Linked DNA regions of Sus scrofa: region 2 is linked to region 1. A link is a contact called in public HiChIP or PLAC-seq data. All regions are on one chromosome and are shown on one strand. Each heading gives the region's core, a stretch centred on a gene start, on an enhancer-like site or on the middle of the called end of the contact. The rest is flanking DNA. Distances are from core to core; before and after follow the strand shown.

Evidence for each region. HiChIP or PLAC-seq counts read pairs in DNA pulled down with a chosen protein or histone mark.
Region 2: an H3K27ac HiChIP or PLAC-seq map of alveolar macrophages shows a contact between it and region 1. The contact joins the enhancer-like site here to the promoter of HECTD4 in region 1. A contact is called at or near these places in 2 of 5 promoter capture datasets (liver and skeletal muscle), 15 of 47 Hi-C or Micro-C datasets (alveolar macrophages, blood, embryonic fibroblasts and 9 more) and 2 of 2 datasets of contacts at active chromatin or transcription factors (alveolar macrophages and skeletal muscle).

What each region holds. Positions count from the first base shown.
Region 1 is chr14:39,324,985-39,328,291 of Sscrofa11.1, forward strand. HECTD4 (probable E3 ubiquitin-protein ligase HECTD4) reads left to right here and starts at 1,711. Exons shown (of 76, transcript XM_013990365.2): 1 at 1,711-2,183. The coding sequence starts at 2,007.
Region 2 is chr14:39,493,182-39,496,796 of Sscrofa11.1, forward strand. It overlaps HECTD4 (probable E3 ubiquitin-protein ligase HECTD4), which reads left to right. Exons shown (of 76, transcript XM_013990365.2): 52 at 364-490. Among named protein-coding and RNA genes, the nearest start is that of TRAFD1, 85 kb to the right of the region's middle. Within about 2 kb of position 1,875, at least 18 of the 83 cell types and tissues checked have an H3K27ac peak or open chromatin away from gene starts, as enhancers often do. A contact at or near this core is called in alveolar macrophages, where this site is marked.

The sequences.
Region 1 (3,307 bases), core at 461-2,960:
TAAATATCCCTATGTAGGTTTTTTGGTGGCCATACATATTCAAGTCCTTTGATAGCAATAAGCACTTTATTTATTTATTTTTGTCTTTTTTTTTTTTGTCTTTTTAGGGCCGAACTTGCGGCATATGGAGGTTCCCAAGCTAGGGGTCAAATTGGAGCTATAGCTGCTGGCCTATGCCACAGCCACAGCCACGCCAGATCTGAGCCGTGTCTGCGACCTACACCACAGCTCATGGCAACGCCAGATCCTTAACTCGCTGAGCGAGGCCAGGGATCAAACCTGATGCATCCTCATGTTTCCTAGTCAGATTCGTTTCTGCTGCAACATGACGGGAACACCTTTATTTTTTTTTTTAATAAAAAGGGGATGATCTGGGAGTTCCCGTCATGGCTGAGTGGTTAACGAATCCGACTAGGAACCATGAAGTTGCGGATTCGATCCCTGGCCTTGTTCACTGGGTTAAGGATCCGGCGTTGCCGTGAGCTGTGGTGTAGGTCACAGATGCAGCTCGGATCCCTCGTTGCTGTGGCTGTGGTGTAGGCTGGCAGCTACAGCTCTGATTAGACCCCTAGCCTGGTAACCTCCATATGCTGAAGGAGTGGCCCCAGAAAAGGCAAAAAGACAAAATAAATAAGTAAATAAATAAATAAAATAAAATAAAATAAAAATGGGATGATGGATGTGTGTGTGTGTGTGTGTGTGTGTGTGTGTGTATTTTAAGGCTGTACCTGCAGTCTGTGGCAGTTCCCGGGCTAGGGGTCAGATTGGAGCTGCAGCTGCAGGCTTATGTCACAACCACAGTTACTCGGCATCTGAGCCTCATTTTCTACCTACACCACAGTTCACCACAAGGTTGATTCCTAACCCACTGAGCTAAGCCAGGTATCAAACCCTCATCCTCATGGATACAGTCAGTTTCTTTCCCACTGCACCACAAAGGGAACTCCCGGGTATATTTTTAATGTATATGTTAGTGTTGAGTACTGATGGGTTATAACAATAGTTTTAACTCCCTCTGGGGCATTACGTGACAGACATTGGACATCAAATGTGACTGGTACTTTATTTTCACCAGATTTTGTTTTGTTTTTTGTTTTTTTGCTGCCCACGGCACATGGAGCTCCCAGGCCAGGGATCAGATTCGAGCTGCAGCTGCGAACTAAGCCACAGCTGCGGCAACACCGGATTCCTAACCCTCTGTGCCGGGCAGGGGATCGAACCCTCGTTCCAGCATTCCTAAGTCGCTGACGATCCCATTGTTCCACAGCGGGAGCTCCTTCACCAGGTTTTGAGTGCTTAGTGGGTTCTAGAATTTATAGTATATAGGAAGCACCAACTGTGTGCCTCTACCGAATGCTTATGAACAAGTGTGCCGCGCCCGCCCTGCGCCAGATTTTTGCGTATATCTCATTTAAACTTGAAAGCAGGGAGTGAAGCTCCTTGCTCTACGCAGGGTGGGGACCCTGGCCAGAGAGAAATCGGTGCACACCTGAGGAAGGGGAGGCAGCGCCCTCCTTCCCCTCTTCTGCACTGCAGACCCAGGGCGCCCTCGAATGACAAGAGGCGTAGGAGGTCAGTCGGACGGCAAGACTGAGGGAAGCGCAAAGCTGAGGTTCCGCGGCTGCCCCGGCCTCGGTGGGTGGGCGGAGCCAGGAGGGTGGGCGGGGCCTGCATTGTCCCCTCCGCGGAGCATGCCGGGAGCCCCGCCCCCAACATGGCGTCTCACTGACAGTTGGCTGCCGAGCAGCAGAGGCGGGTCCTGCACCTCAGGGCGGCGGCGGCGGCGGCGGCAGAGACGGTGGCGGCGGGGCCGGGGTCTCCGGGGCCGTGGGTGGGAGGATGGCGACTCGGACCTCCTAGGGCGGAGCTGCACGGGCGAGGAAGCGATCTGGGCGCTGCAGACGGGCGCGAAGGCTGCTGCCATGGACTGGTGATCGCGGAGGCTCCTGCTCGCGTCTTCCCGGGCCGGGCGGCCCCTTCTCACCGCCAACCTCTCAGCCGGGGCCATGGGCTCGTCTGCAGCGGCGGCGGCTGCAGCGGCGGCGGCCGCGGACTCCGCGCAGTGGCTCTCGGTGAAGGAGGAGACCATCTTCCTGCACGACGGACTGATCCGGGTCACTGACCTGGCCGAGCTGCCCAGCGAGATCCTTGGGGCCCCGGAGGCCGCCGACACCGACTTGGAGGTGAGAGAGGCTCCCCCCGGCCTCCGCCATCAGATTAGTCCATCCGCCCCGCATCCCCAGGGTCGAGCCCTCCCATCTCCGCTTTACCCCGACCCGAGACCCCCGCCCCTCGGAAGGCTGCCCCGGCAGGTGTGTGTGGGCGCCGGACAGGCTGGTGGGGACCGCGGCCGCAGGTCTGCAGACCGCCCGCCTCCCTCCCTCCTCGGGGCTTCAAGCCCGCTGGGGATTTCATTTGTGGTTTCATTTTGAACGTTCCAACTCCCAGCATTTTATTAGACGATCACCCGGCACGGCCTTCACGCCCCTGAGGAGCTGCTGCCGCCTCCTGGGCCCTTTCTCCCCTCCCCCACGGACCCCTTGGACTCACTTCCAGGTCACACCCAGGCTGCTTAGCTTTGGGGATATTTTAATTTTAACGCTCTACAACCACCCCCACCCCCGGTCTTTTCCCAGTTGTGTGTGTGTGTGTGTGTGTGTGTGCGCGCGTGTGTATGTTTTTTGTTGTTTGTGTTTTTCGGGAGAAGGTAGTGGCAGCTGCCAGTCAGTGATGGGCAATCTAGCAACTACTCTGTGTCGTGCCTCGGATTGACACCGGGCCTTTGTCATGGAAGCGGGCAGTGTGGACAGCAAGGGGAATGCTACACCAGCCCTTGGTGCGCTCTCCGCAGGGGTTAACGGGCGTTTTAGGCCGCAAGGCCTTTCGATGAGCTGGGGGCGGGGTGATGGTGGTGGTGGTGCGGAGAAGCCCAGGCTTAGGAGCCGTTGCAGGTGCAAAAGGAAATCTCAGCAATTTTGCTGCTGGATTTGGGAGCAGAAGGAAACAAAATATACTAGGTGGATGGGAACTTTCCACCGACCTCACTTGGTTTCAGGTGTGCCCAGTGGTGGGAATACTGGCAGGATCGGTTCATCGTGGCCAGTCAGTGCTGACACTGCTCGCCCTCCACTTTGTGGAGTGACATTTTGACGTGTAGGTAGCATGGGTTGTCACGAAATTCTTACTGTCGCAAGGAGGACTCTCTGGGGACAGTGCGGAGAGGATGGCCTGTCTTTTGGCTATAAACGGAATGCAAGGAATCTTTTGTGTTTTGCGGTTTTGCAGGCACTTTGGCATTCAGCACAAG
Region 2 (3,615 bases), core at 625-3,124, 170 kb after region 1:
TGCAAAGTATTGATGTGGCTCTAGGAGTTCCCTGGTGGCTCAGCAGGTTAAGGATTCGGTGTTGTCACTGCTGTGGCATAGGTTCAATCCCTAGCCAAGGAACTTCTGTCCTCGGCAAGCGTGGCTTAAAAAAATAAAAAAATAAATATATGGCTTTAAAGGGAAAGGAAGAGCTTGCCTCAGTCCAGCTGTTGCCTGCACTGGCATCTGAGGATACAGTTAGTTTGGTGGTCCACACGGTGTGTTTCTATCACTGGCATTTGTGTGGGGTGAAGGCCTCAGGGCTGAGAGCTGTAAGTCAGGGAAGGACTGGTTCCCACCTGAGGTGTTCCTTCTCTGTTCACATTTGCCTTCTCCTTCTAGGAGGACCACTACGCCCTGCTGGTGAAAGCCTGGGAGACCAAGGTTTTCCCTACTATCCGAAGACGCTTCCGTAATGAAGCAGAGCGGAAATCGGGCCTGGACCAGATAAAGGGTGCTTTACAACTAGGTCTGGTGCTTTTACATTTTTTTAAGGAGTTCGTTTCATGACTTGAAGACATGTGTTTAGATGAAACTCAGGATGTAAATCAGAAAAGAGGGGCTCTTCTAAAGTTGGGCCAGACCTGGGCCTTTATTGAACTCTGTGGTCCTTTGCTCTCTTTATCAGGCTTTTCCTTGCTCATCAGTTTAATTCAGTGCTTTGGGTTGATGGGTTGCTAGAATGAAGCTGGTATAGTTTTCCTCAGAAGCTGGGTGGTTAATAGCTTAGGCTCTGAAGTCACATGTGCGCCATTAACCCGCTGTGTGACCTTGGGAGCATTGTGGAGCCCTTTTAGACTTCCTCACCTTTGAAGTGGAATCAGTAATGGTAACCACCTCATATGCAGAAGAAAAACTAGTAACTAATACTTAGATAAAGCTCCTAAGAACAGCATCTGGCACATGGTAGTCCTTCAGTTGATGTGATTCTACATGTCACAGTAATGATGGTGATGGAGAGACTTTTCTCCCACTGGGCACATAGAATAATGCAACGTTTGATTGCAGGGAGTAATGAGTCTGAAGCGCAGGTATATCTGAGTTCTATTTTTAAGGCTTTTCCTCACCTGTGAAACACCTAATTTTTTGAGATGCAGGAATGCCTTTTCCCAAGAGGCACAGCTGCCCTGAAACACCAGTTTGTGTTTTCTGTCACTATTGCAGCAGTCAGAGGTGGTATAAGAAGAGAGTATTTGTCCCCGTGTTAGCACTTGTTCTCCTCTTTTAACTTTTGTCCTGACTGAGATAGGAGCAAATAAGAAGAAAAACCACCAAAAGACCTTTGTTTCTTGACCCACTTATATACTGAATCCCTGGTTTCCAGTGATAGCTCAGTGATTTCTTTTTTCTCAGACTAAATCTCAGGACTAATCAGTATATTTGTATATATGTATATATTTTTCTTTCATGCTTTCTATCCCCAAAACTAAGACCAATGACAGTGGCGTGATGGTGTTTACACTTAACCTATGGGACAATCCATACCTCCCGTGGTGTCCTTGCTTCCTGCTCTTATCAGAGCCCTCTCTCAGCTGCCAACTCAAATCCCAGCACAGTTAACTTATATTCTTCTCCTCCTTTCGTAAGTTTCAGACAGAGGGAACAGCATTAGAAAGACCCTCCCTGGGTGGGAGTGAGCTTGGGTGGCTGAGGGAAAGGCAATGAGGCCAAGGCAGTGGCTCAGACGAGGAGAGGGTGAGGGAGCAGCAGCCTCAGCCAGGACTTTGGCTTTTATTCTCTGTAAATGGGGAGCCTTTGGAAGATTTTAAACAAAGGAGCAGCTTGAGCTGCTATAGTGGGTCCTACAGATAGAAAGATAATTCATTCCTCTCGGTCCACGCTCACCATCTGAAAGAAAATGCCCTTTCAGAGTGCAGAACAGACCCCATCTTATTCTCAGATGACTTTCCCTTCCTTAATCAGTGTGATGTCAGATTCATGACTGTGCCTTGAAGCACCAGTGCGGGTCACTGGCTCTCAGAGTTGGGAGGCTTTGTGTCAGTTGTGTTTATTCAGTCTGTGATTCATCCGCTTATTTGTTCACACATGCAACACGTGCCTCCCGGGGTCAGGCCTTCTGTGAGCCTCCTGGAACCCAGATGGTTCCTGCTCCCAGAGCTCACATCATAGTGGGAAGCGGGTAATGAAGCCACACACTATGTTGTGGGAGGATCTGTGCAGTAGATCGGGAGGCCACTTTGGGTGCAACTAGGGTACCCAGTCTAGCTTGGTTACTCTCACAACCTAGTACTGAAGCCGAGACCTAGTGCTCATTCAGCAAAAGTAGTTTAGAAGTAGGAAGCACCATTTGTTCAGGGAGACTGCTTCTTACTGCTTTGCAGGAGGAGGAAAGGAGAAGAGAGTCTTTACAGTATATGAACGGAAAGCTCTTGTATGTGATCGTAGGTTGCCATGCCTTTATTTTCACACAGGTTCTGCTGAACTCAGGGTTTCTTTTCTTTTACCATTTGGTCCCAGAACCATCCTGAGTGGAGCCAAGTGTGCCTTCTCCTCCTTTCTTCCTGTTAGGAGGAGGGAAAATGTAGACGGACAGCAGAAAATTGGATTATCCAAATGTGGCTGCTGGAGCAGAGCCAGACCAATGACTTCTGGCCTCCTGACTCACCCAGAAGTGCCCAGGGCCCCTGACACACATGTTGCCAGGGTGTCTTCTCAGGATCCATGATCTGACAGACCATGGATCCATCCATGGTGGTCCATCTGAACCATATTAATGTAAACATTAAAAAAAAAAACATTTACCTTTCAAATGCAGTCTCCTTCAGTATAGGAGCAGCAAAGGCTGAAAGGAGGATAGGGAGATGGCTCTAGTGCTCAAAGGGACACCCCTGAGAGGATGGGGCAGCCTCCTATTGCCAGGACCCCAAGGAAGGTTAAGGAAACCACCTCTACACTGCTCATGGTTTAAGTTCACATCCTCCATGGTCCCCAGTTCTTGCTTAGAAGACAGCAGAGTGTTTTTTCTCCTACCCTTATTCCTCTGGGAAATGTTGCAAAGATTATTTACCATGCTTTCTAATATCGGGTCACATTTCTTGCGTCTCTCTCCGACACTTCTTTCTCTAAGCATCTTCCTCTAACTACAGCCCTCTTCTAAACTGTGCTCAGAAAATTGCTGTGCTTTTTCATCATAGCAAAGCCAACAAAGAAAGGAATGGTAGATGGAGATAAGCCTTGTTTAAAAATAGTTGCTGTCAACACCTGTTTTTTTTACCCACAGCTTCCCAGGTGGTGTGGGAGGCTTCAACAGCACCCCCTCTCTGCCCTCCCCACCGTGCTGTTTTCTTCAGGGCCTTGGACATTTATTTAATGGTTTATTAATTAATAGTGGCTGTTTCTATTGAAGATAATGATGTCTTTGCCCCCTGAGAGGGAAGAACAGAGCAAATTCCAGTACTGGAGAGAAGTAGCTCCCTGTCTCTCTTGAATCAGCAACATGTGATAGCAATAATCAAACAGTACAAAAATGTATAAAGGAAAAAAACACCACTCTGACTTCCTTCCTTCTCTCCATTTGTCCTCTAGTTTGTTCTCTTGACTTAACAAAAAAAGTAAAATGACCACATAATAATG